Regions from separate parts of the Mus musculus genome. Here all the other regions are linked to region 1. The links are chromatin contacts, called in public HiChIP or PLAC-seq and promoter capture Hi-C maps. All regions are on one chromosome and are shown on one strand. The core of a region is the stretch at or near the end of the contact, and the rest is flanking DNA. Distances in the headings are between cores, read along the strand shown.

Region 1 (3,037 bases), core at 391-2,890:
CAAGTCAGTGTAGTACTGGGTTTTCATCTGACCCACACTTTTATAAGAGCCCATCTGTTTTTAAGGGGAGTTAGGATTAGAGAAATGACTTTGAGGTTGAGAGTACTTTCTGTTCTTGTATAGGTGCAGGGTTCAGTTCCCAACACCCACACAATGGTTCCAACTACTTCTAACTCCAGTGCCAGGAGATCTAAGGCCCTCATCTGGCCTCGTAGGGTTTCAGGTAGACACATGGTACACAACCTATTTATAGGCAAAACAGCTACAAAAAATAAAAATATTTATTTTTGATGTGTGTATGCCTCGGATCCATTGAAGTGGGAGTTGCAGGAATGTGTGAACTGTGTGAATTTGGGGGTCCTGAACTCATCTTCTGAAGCCATTTTGCCAACTCCTGTCTTGCTGTTTTTGAGGCAGGGTCTTAGGTAGCCCAAGCTAGCCTGAAACTCACTATATAGTTGGCGTTGGCCTTCAGTTCCTGCCTCTACTTCCAAGTGCTGGGGTTACAGAGGTAAAATTAACTTTTTTTTTAAAGACTTATTTATTTTTATTATATGTAAGTACACTGTAGCTGTCTTCAAACACTCCAGAAGAGGGAGTCAGATCTCATTACAGATGGTTGTGAGCCACCATGTGGTTGCTGGGATTTGAACTTCAGACCTTTGGAAGAGCAGTCGGGTGCTCTTACCAACTGAGCCATCTCACCAGCCCTAAAATTAACTTTTTAACAGATCAAGGAGGCTTTTCGTTTGTGTTTTCCAACAGCCTTACTCCGTATCCTAGAGCTCACTATATGTCTTTAATGGCCAAGTGTTAGGATTCTGGGCGTGAGCCACTTCCATTGGCTTAAGAGGACTTTAAGATATTTTTTTTTGTCTTTTTAAAAAAGATGTATTTATTTATTACATGTAAGTACACTGTAGCTGTCCTCAGACACTCCAGAACAGGGCATCAGATCTCATTACAGATGGTTGTGAGCCACCACGTGGTTGCTGGGATTTGAACTCAGGACCTTCCGAAGAGCAGTCGGGTGCTCTTACCCCCTGAGCCGTCTCTCCAGCCCGGACTTTAGATATTTCTATAGTAAGCATTTTCACCGGCTTTTTCTTGCTTACTAACTGTATGATCCTTCTTTGGGCTTGACAACTGTTGTCAACTTTCTCGTCTGCTGTTGGGATAATCTGTGGGTTTTCCAAATCAAACTGGCAGTGCCCTTGACAGTTTAGATGGGGAACTGCAACCTCTGAGGTTCAAACCCAGACTTTCGAGATCTTAGATCTTAGTAAGGCTTCAGGAACGCGAGAAACCTCCCACACTTACTGCTCTTTAACACCCTGAAGACGTTTAGGCTCCTAAGATGCTTTCGTCGGCCTTCAAACACGTTCCCTGAGCGCTGATTGGCCCGCCTAATGGCGGTGGGCGGGACACGGCACCGGAGTGGACTTTGCGGGGTCTCGGTCTTTGCGCTCCGCCTCCCGCGCCCCCTAGCGATTTCCGGAAAGATGCGGATTTCAGCTTAGGCCTGGGCGGGATGGAGAGCCTCCTCTGACCAGCGATCGCCACTGAGAGCCCTGGTCTTCAGGGGTGGGGCGTCCGGGACACTCAGGATTGGCCCGTCGGGAGCCGCCTCCCGTCGTGCACCGGGGCACCGGCGACTCACCCGGAAGGAGAAGCCGGTATCGGACTATATGGTGCGGTGCTGGTGGTGTCGCTGTGGAGAGCTGCTGCTGCTGCTCTCAGGTGAGGGGGCGTGGGCGTGGCCGCGGCTCGTAGGTGCTGCTTGGGAATGGGATGCTGGCTTGAGCCGTGGTGGTGGCATTTGAGTGATGGCCTCGGTTGACACACTAGGGAGGGGGCTGCCTTACTGCCTGGTATGAAAGTGAGGGCTTGCTGGGACCCAAGAAGAAAGGAAGCCTGGCTTTTCAATATACCTTGAAAATCGTCTTTCCGTCCCGATTTAGCCGGGAAAAGAGAAGGACCGTTGGGCTGGTTTCCATCTGAGTTTGCTAAAGAATGGAAAGGAGTGGCCGGAGTCAGAATTAGGGATGTCTACCCAAGTGGCCGGCAGTGGAAGGGAATGGCAGATATTTTTCGCAGATACTGGAAACTATGCTCTTCCTTTGTTACTTGCAGGTGAAAGGAGTGGGTTACCGACTGAAAAATGAGAACAGCTGCTTGATGGACGGGACAGGTTTTCTGTCAGGCGGAAGAGCTTCCTCGAACACCTGTGGGTATTTAGGAAGGCGAGGTTTTAGAATTGCTGTCTGTTGACACCAAAGGCTCAAGAACGAGTAAGGAGGGGCGGGAGACTCCTTGGTGCAATCTTTTTTACAGCCTGATGTGTTTTTTACGTGTCCCTTGAAGTAGTTTTAAGAGGCGGAGAAAATGAGAAAGCTTTGAATTGCTCCCCTGAATTAGCAGCTGTGAGCTTTACAATGCGTCAAACTTTGTACACACCAAACCCCTTGGCTCTTTCCCGGGACTATGGGTGCTGGTACTGCCGAGGGAAGCAGTGAGCGCTTCAGATGGGATGGAAAAGGCCCCGGGAATGTAGTTAGCATGGAGTAAGTTTCCTCACCTTTCGAGGTTACTTGACTCTGCCCTTCCTTAATGGATGCACAGATCCACCTCTTTGGACGGGTCATGGAGGTGAAGTTAAGAACTTGCTGTTTCTCCAGGAATAACGACTGAGAGTGGTGTCGTTGGGAAGGACAGTGATGAAGAGCAGTGGTTGTTGGAAACGGAGTCTGCTTTTTGCAGTCTCAGTGTCTTAGGGGAAATTGACCACCAGAACCTTCTTAGTGCCTTTTACGCTTAGCCTTGAGCCTACAGAGACCCAGGAGACTTGGAATGTCTTAAAAGACAGTTTATTTGTTTCTCTATGACATTAGCTCCAAAACAAAGGAGAAAAACTTCCACATGGGGGTGCTGCAGGCCCCTAGCAAACTCTTTATACCAAACGTCTGATGAACAGTTACTGAACTAGAGTCTTGAGTTTCACAGACTTTTCCAGGCAGAGTGGTGTGATCTCCCCTAA
Region 2 (3,037 bases), core at 152-2,651, 200 kb after region 1:
ATGCAACTCCTTACTCGTTATTATCCCTGTCAGCTACTCTGAGTGCCCGGCAGACAAATGCTAGCCCAAGTCTTGATCATTCATTTCTCATTGGAATTATCTCAAGCCTAACTCTCGAGAACTGCTTCTCCATGCTGTCCTGAGGAGATCAGAGTAAGTAGAGAGGAACCCTTATGGGAGAGACAATTCGGCACCTTGCTTTTGAAGGGCTCTCATCTTGGTTTTGCCTCTACTTGTGCAAACACAACTTCAGAAGACTCCCTTTCTATTATGGCAAGGCTCCTGTGTGGCTAGAAGCAGTGTGTTTGGTTGCCAGAAGCAGTTTTTGCGGAATGTCTCAACTTTCTCTTTATATTCTTAGCAACTCTCCCCCCCTCCCCAACTGACTTTAATGCCAATCCCAGACATCAGTTAACAGAACCCGGCCATGAACAGCTGTACCGAAGCAAGCAGCAATTCGTTATTTGGTTCACTTTGGGGGTATTTGTCCTATGGGTTTTCTAGCCAAAGGCTTATATGTTTCCCAAGAGAAATTTACTTTCATGAGAGAAGAAAATAGAAGCAAATCACTGCTGTTAGACCCCCAAGTCAAAGACACTGGTTTGTTATCCTGTACATGGGAAGTTTAAAAAGCCCACAGTTATAAAAGCAATCATGGTCCCAATCCGTCTCTCATTCTTTCCCAATGTGAAAAATTACAAATGGAACCAAATTTTTCTCTGTCAATAGAATGTGTATGATTACAGCTGTTCATATTTCCACTCTAATGAAGGGCTGCACATTTAATTGTAAGATTTATTAGGGGCTGTACATTGCTGTGTACATGCAAAAACAGTTAATTGACATCTAAAATGCTGGTTGTTTATTCTGACATTAATGATCATATTTCTTCATTTGAAATGAAGAGCATTTTGGGGGGATGTATTTTGTTTCCTCCAAATAAGAAATTAATAAAGTCAATGTAAGAAATAAAAGGAGCCAGAAGGAAAGGAATATTGATTTATGCATGTGAAGACAGGGGAGATACAAGGATGCTTTATTTATTTATTTATCTTTAAAGTCCATAATCCCCCATTCTGCTGGAAACAAGAGGGTTGATTGCCAGCTTTGTTTGAATTCACAGAGATCTCATACAAGGCCGGGTTCATAAACAGGTGAAATGATGGAGTTTATTGCAACGCACATCAACACTGAAACTAAATAACTGTGTTGCCATCTCAGTCCCGCTGAAAGACGGATGGTAAACTTGACCTGCCGCTGGTACTATCCGATTGCCATTTTTTATTCCCCCTTCGCTGCCCCCCCCCCCAGGCTGAGCCACGTTGAGTAAATGCATGTGCACGGTCAGGTCAGACCCCTGGATCGGGTGAAACTCCGTTCACATTTGCATACAGGCGGAGTCTCACAATGAAAGCCCATCTGTTCCCGTCTCGGAGTACAAATCGATTGTCACCCAACTCGCTGCAAACGACAGCAGCGTGGCCATTAGGTGGAGGAACACTCGGCTCAGGTTACGGATATGGAACTGCTGACTTGGGTTTAAATACCTGATAACTGAAGACTCTTCATTATACGTGAACAAAGAGTGAACTTTGAACTGTTCAGGGGATAACTTCTCCTAAGATTGGGCTCCCCCCCCCGTTTTATCCATTCCTAATACTTGACTGTTATATTTCCCACTGTCTCTGTTTTTGTATAAAAATTAGCCAGGCCGACTGTCATGATGTCCTAAATAATCGCCCCCCTCCCCTTTAAAGCGAGGCGTAGGAGGTGGAGCAGCCTCAGAGTATGTTGTAAATAGAGGGTGAACTCTGAACTCTAGATGCCCTCAGAGGTCGTTAATATCATGGTGATGTTGTTCCTTGAACTTCTGAATTTTACCAGGGTGGAATTTTTAGTTGTAAGAGTTTAACCAAAGTGTGAACTGCCTCAGCCCTTCAGCCTCCCTGCCAACCCATTCAGTTACTGGAGGCACCTGTCTCTGAGTTCTCCTCCGCTCACGGGCCTCATGTTTATTCCAGAGAAGTTTACCAATCACAATCTGAATCAGAGAGGATGTTTTTCCCCCCACCTCTCCCTTGTCTTCTTTCTCCTTTCTCTTTAAAATTCAGCAAGTACCTTAGAGTTTACAGACAGAAAACACAGAGTCTGACAAAAAGACAGAGCTGTTCGAGAAGAAACCCCAGGATAATAAGCCCATCCAGGCAGCAGACGTGATAAACACAAGAAAATTCATGAGCAGAACTATGGGTGGGTTTTCATCACATGCCTGCTTGTCCTGCTTTCTAGCAGGAGTTTCTTTCTTTCAAAGGGAGACACAAGCAAGTGGGGTTTGATCGTGGGTGTTTATATCTGAAAGAGCTCTGCATTGTGCTTCATGAATCACGTGTAACATTAAAGCAGTATTTGGATCATTATCCCACTTTGGCCAGGTCCTTGTGGGTGGTGTTGCCTGTCCACACATACAAGCCCCAGTATGGAGTGGAAAAACATCTTTTGTAACTAGTTACGCTACTTGGTCTTCAACCAGGAATAACGTCATTGCACGGGGGGCGATTTAATAAGTGGTGGAGTGGAAATGGTTGAGCAAGAACTTTCCTGGTTCACTTTAAAGCAGCTATGCACTTTGTCTTATACACACTTCTCTCATAAGATACTTCCTACACTGTTTTACAGAGTATAATGTATTGAGGTGACACTTAGGGGAACTCCAGACTGTTTAAAGCCAGGCTTCCTTTACCACTGCATGTCTTCTGTGCCATTGTTCTTATTGTTGTCCCTTTAAAAATTATACCAGGGTAAAGAAGAGGGGCAGATTTTTCTCCTTTCTTTCTTTCTTTCTTTCTTTCTTTCTTTCTTTCTTTCTTTCTTTCTTTCTTTCTTTCTTTTTCTTTTTCTTTTTCTTTTTTTCTTTTTTTTTATCCCATGCAAGAGTTTACCGTCAACCTTAATGGAAGTTCTACAAGCATCAAAAGGGAGAATAGAGCCTTTGTATCAGAAGAATGTCCAAGACAAGGGTGAATTTTGGTTCCACTTT
Region 3 (3,037 bases), core at 187-2,686, 130 kb after region 1:
TCGTCAGGTAGTCAGTTACAGAGCTGAAACTCATTCATACAACTCAACTGCAGTGTCTTCCATTTAAAAATATTACTGTGGAGTTCGCTGGAGGTGCCCAGGCCACCTTGTTCTCTCACCTTCCAACCTCTCCCTGCTCCCAGTGAAAATGAAGATAGGATCTTAGAGCTTACTCTGTACACACAGAAGTCCACCTGCCTCTGATTCTCTAGTGCTGAGATTAAAGTCGTGCGCCACCACTGCCTGGCTGAAGATAGGATCTAAAGGACACACGTAAGCTCAGTAGGGGGTGATTTAACTTCAAACAAAAAGTTTCCCCTTCTATTCTGTAAATCAGACAAACTCATGAATCTCTCTCTCTCTCTCTCTCTCGTGTGTGTGTGTGTGTGTGTGTGAGAGAGAGAGAGAGAGAGAGAGAGAATGAAATTTAGCAAACACCATGTTTTAGACATGGGATCTTTAAAAGGAAAGAAATCCTGGTTTTGCAACAGGGGAAAGAAATCACATTGAACTGATTCATCGATACCCACTCAAATAATGCCACTGGAGCTAAAGACTTTGATTTACACGTACTGTGTTGATTATTTGAGCAATTTAATATAAAATTTCATCTGTACTAATGGGCCTAGGGGAAGCACAAATAAAACCAAAGAAAGATAGTCATTCTGCAGTAAACTGGAAGTCTGATTAATATACAGAAAACACAGGTTTCAGCGGCGAGTGAGCAGTTGAGTAATAAGACAACTCCTACATTTTGGGCACTTCCACAAATGAATTGCCATCTCTAGACACTCCTAACCTGGATGGCTATAAGGAAGGGGTTAATCTTGCTTATATTACGTTTATAAGAGTTTTGATCTGAGCAGATACTGCCTCTGTTGGCTTCAAGGGTTTCTTTCTGTAGAAGAAAAAAGTTGAGAGGCAGGAAAGTATGAAAGGTAAATGAAAGTTAAGAAGCAAGGAATTAACTATATGAAAGTTATTCTTTCTCCCCACCGGCCAAGAAGTCAAGCCAGCGTCACTCTAGTTAAAACAGGGTTTGGTAATGCTTAGCCTAACCGCCCCACAGCGGCCAGCATTAATATGGCCGTGCTCTCATGGTAGTTAGCAGTCAAAGAGGCAGCAGGATGCGGGTGGCTTTCCTGGATCCACACAGTCAGCTCCAAGGAAGCCTTTCTCCAGCTTGAGTCACAAACCATCAAAACTGCCCCATCCCCACATTCCAGAAACAAAGTCTTTCCTTCCTCATCACCCCCTAAACAAAGGGGACAACAGCGCGTGTTGGGTGGGAACATCTTGAAATAAGCTATCACTGCCCAAATGGAAGGAAGTCACAAGGGGAGGCTGACGCCATAAAGGCAGGTCTATCCTATTGAAACCAGCAGATGGGGTCATAAACACTTCCTTCTCCTGCTAACAGCCACCAGTCAGCTTCATCTTTAGCTGCAGCTTCCTGTCAGGTCATAAATACCTCTCACTCAAGCCCCTGCTCACAGCTGGGCCTGGCCAGGCAAGTAGACTTCCTGTTAAAGCCAACAGAAGTGGATGGGAAGAAAGGAAGCTGGTGCGGATGGCAGTTGTATGTATTAAAGGAAGCTTGGGAACCCAAACGCTTAGCAACGGCCAGGAAGATGCACTTAGAGGAAGATGTGACCCCAGAGAACATGGGTCAGGGGGTTTGTTTAAGATTACACGTGCGCACACAGTAAAAGAGCTGAAGAGCATTGTGGGCTTGAAGAGCAGTGATTCTCAACCTGTGGGTCGTGACCCCCTTGGGAGGGGTGTCACATATTGGATATCCTGCATATCAGATGTTTACGGTGTGATTCATAACAGTAGAAAAATTACAGTTATGAAGTAGCAATGGAAATAGTTTTACAGTTGAGGGGGGGGTCACCACAACACGAGGCACTGTATTAAAGGGTCGCAGCCGCAGGAAGGCTGAGAACCGCTGGCTGCCGTAGAGCTTCCCTAGAGGCTACGAGGAGTCCCCTCATTTGTCTTTGATTCTGGATCCCTGAGCACATATAGGAAGAATGTAAGCACAGTTTTGGAATAAAGCCCTTTGTTTATGCCAGAGCTGGAGAAAGAGTGTAGCCTTCACTTTCTGAATTTGGGCACAGATGGAGGTGTGACCCTTTGACTCGGTCCTTCTTGGAGACAGTTTCATTCTTGTGGAAGCACCTGCCCGAGGGATGATTGGCAGCTCTGAGAGTCTCACAGGATACAACGAGAGAAGACAGTTCCCCAGTTGGCTACAGTAACTGTCCTTCTTGAATTTCAGAGATATTTACCATTTCCCAAAAGTAATTTAAGTGTTCATAAAGCTTATCCTACACTCTGATTTTTAAATTTTGATCCTATTTTCACATTTGTCTATTATTTATTTACTTATGGGGTAGCTGTTCTCCCCTCCCACGTGAGTTTCCAGGATCAAAAAATCAGGTTTCTGGGCAGGTGCTTTGCCCACTGGGCCACTTTGCTGGCCCTTGTTTCATCAGTTTTGAGACAGGCTCTTGTTATGTGGTCCATAGATCAGGCTAGCCCAGAACTTACTATGCAGCTTAGACTGACACATGAGGACCCTCCTGTTTCCATTTCCAAAGCAAGCGTTAGAACTACAAGCATACAGTGTCATGTCCAGCTTCTTTATTTTAATTTTCTTCAGCCCTTGTACTTGCTAGGCAGGCATTCTACCACTGAGCTAAAGACCCAGCTTTAAATTATTTTCTAAAAGCAGCACACACTTTTTATTCTTTTTTTTTTCCAAGGTTTCTCTATGTAGCCCTGGCTGTCCTGGAACCCACTCTGTAGACCAGGCTGGCCTCGAACTCAGAAATCCGCCTGCCTCTGCCTCCCGAGTGCCGGGATTAAAGGCGTGCGCCACCACTGCCTGGCTCAGCACTTTTATAAATACAATTTTATGGAGACAGTGTCTTGCTATGTAGCCCAGGCTGCCCCCTCACTCAAGATCTTCCTGCCCCGGCAGCCTGAGAGCTAAGATTGCAGGTGTCTTTGCTTTGCTATGCCTGGCTCT

What was found. Promoter capture Hi-C pulls out the DNA fragments that hold promoters and counts their contacts. HiChIP or PLAC-seq counts read pairs in DNA pulled down with a chosen protein or histone mark.
Region 2: a contact with region 1 is called in a CTCF HiChIP or PLAC-seq map of the NIH/3T3 cell line, with 16 read pairs. The contact joins the enhancer-like site here to the promoter of Snx11 in region 1. A contact is called at or near these places in 4 of 39 promoter capture datasets (the C10 cell line, the SN4741 cell line, embryonic stem cells and 1 more), 1 of 15 datasets of contacts at CTCF or cohesin (the NIH/3T3 cell line), 3 of 484 Hi-C or Micro-C datasets (embryonic fibroblasts, germline stem cells and muscle stem cells), 3 of 115 datasets of contacts at active chromatin or transcription factors (the SCID.adh cell line and embryonic stem cells) and 2 of 9 other capture datasets (adipose tissue and pancreatic islet).
Region 3: a promoter capture Hi-C map of pre-B cells shows a contact between it and region 1, with 2.0 times the contacts expected there. The contact joins the enhancer-like site here to the promoter of Snx11 in region 1. A contact is called at or near these places in 2 of 39 promoter capture datasets (the C10 cell line and pre-B cells), 1 of 15 datasets of contacts at CTCF or cohesin (the NIH/3T3 cell line) and 1 of 9 other capture datasets (pancreatic islet).

Annotation. Positions count from the first base shown.
Region 1 is chr11:96,776,158-96,779,194 of GRCm38.p6, reverse strand. It overlaps Snx11 (sorting nexin 11), which reads left to right and starts at 1,640. Exons shown (of 8, transcript NM_001163389.1): 1 at 1,640-1,740; 2 at 2,134-2,227.
Region 2 is chr11:96,577,470-96,580,506 of GRCm38.p6, reverse strand. All of the region lies in intron 4 of Skap1 (src family associated phosphoprotein 1), which reads right to left. Among named protein-coding and RNA genes, the nearest start is that of Gm38960, 39 kb to the right of the region's middle. Within about 2 kb of position 1,401, at least 19 of the 459 cell types and tissues checked have an H3K27ac peak or open chromatin away from gene starts, as enhancers often do. A contact at or near this core is called in pancreatic islet, where this site is marked.
Region 3 is chr11:96,641,045-96,644,081 of GRCm38.p6, reverse strand. All of the region lies in intron 4 of Skap1 (src family associated phosphoprotein 1), which reads right to left. Among named protein-coding and RNA genes, the nearest start is that of Gm38960, 100 kb to the right of the region's middle. Within about 2 kb of position 1,436, at least 46 of the 459 cell types and tissues checked have an H3K27ac peak or open chromatin away from gene starts, as enhancers often do. A contact at or near this core is called in pre-B cells, where this site is marked.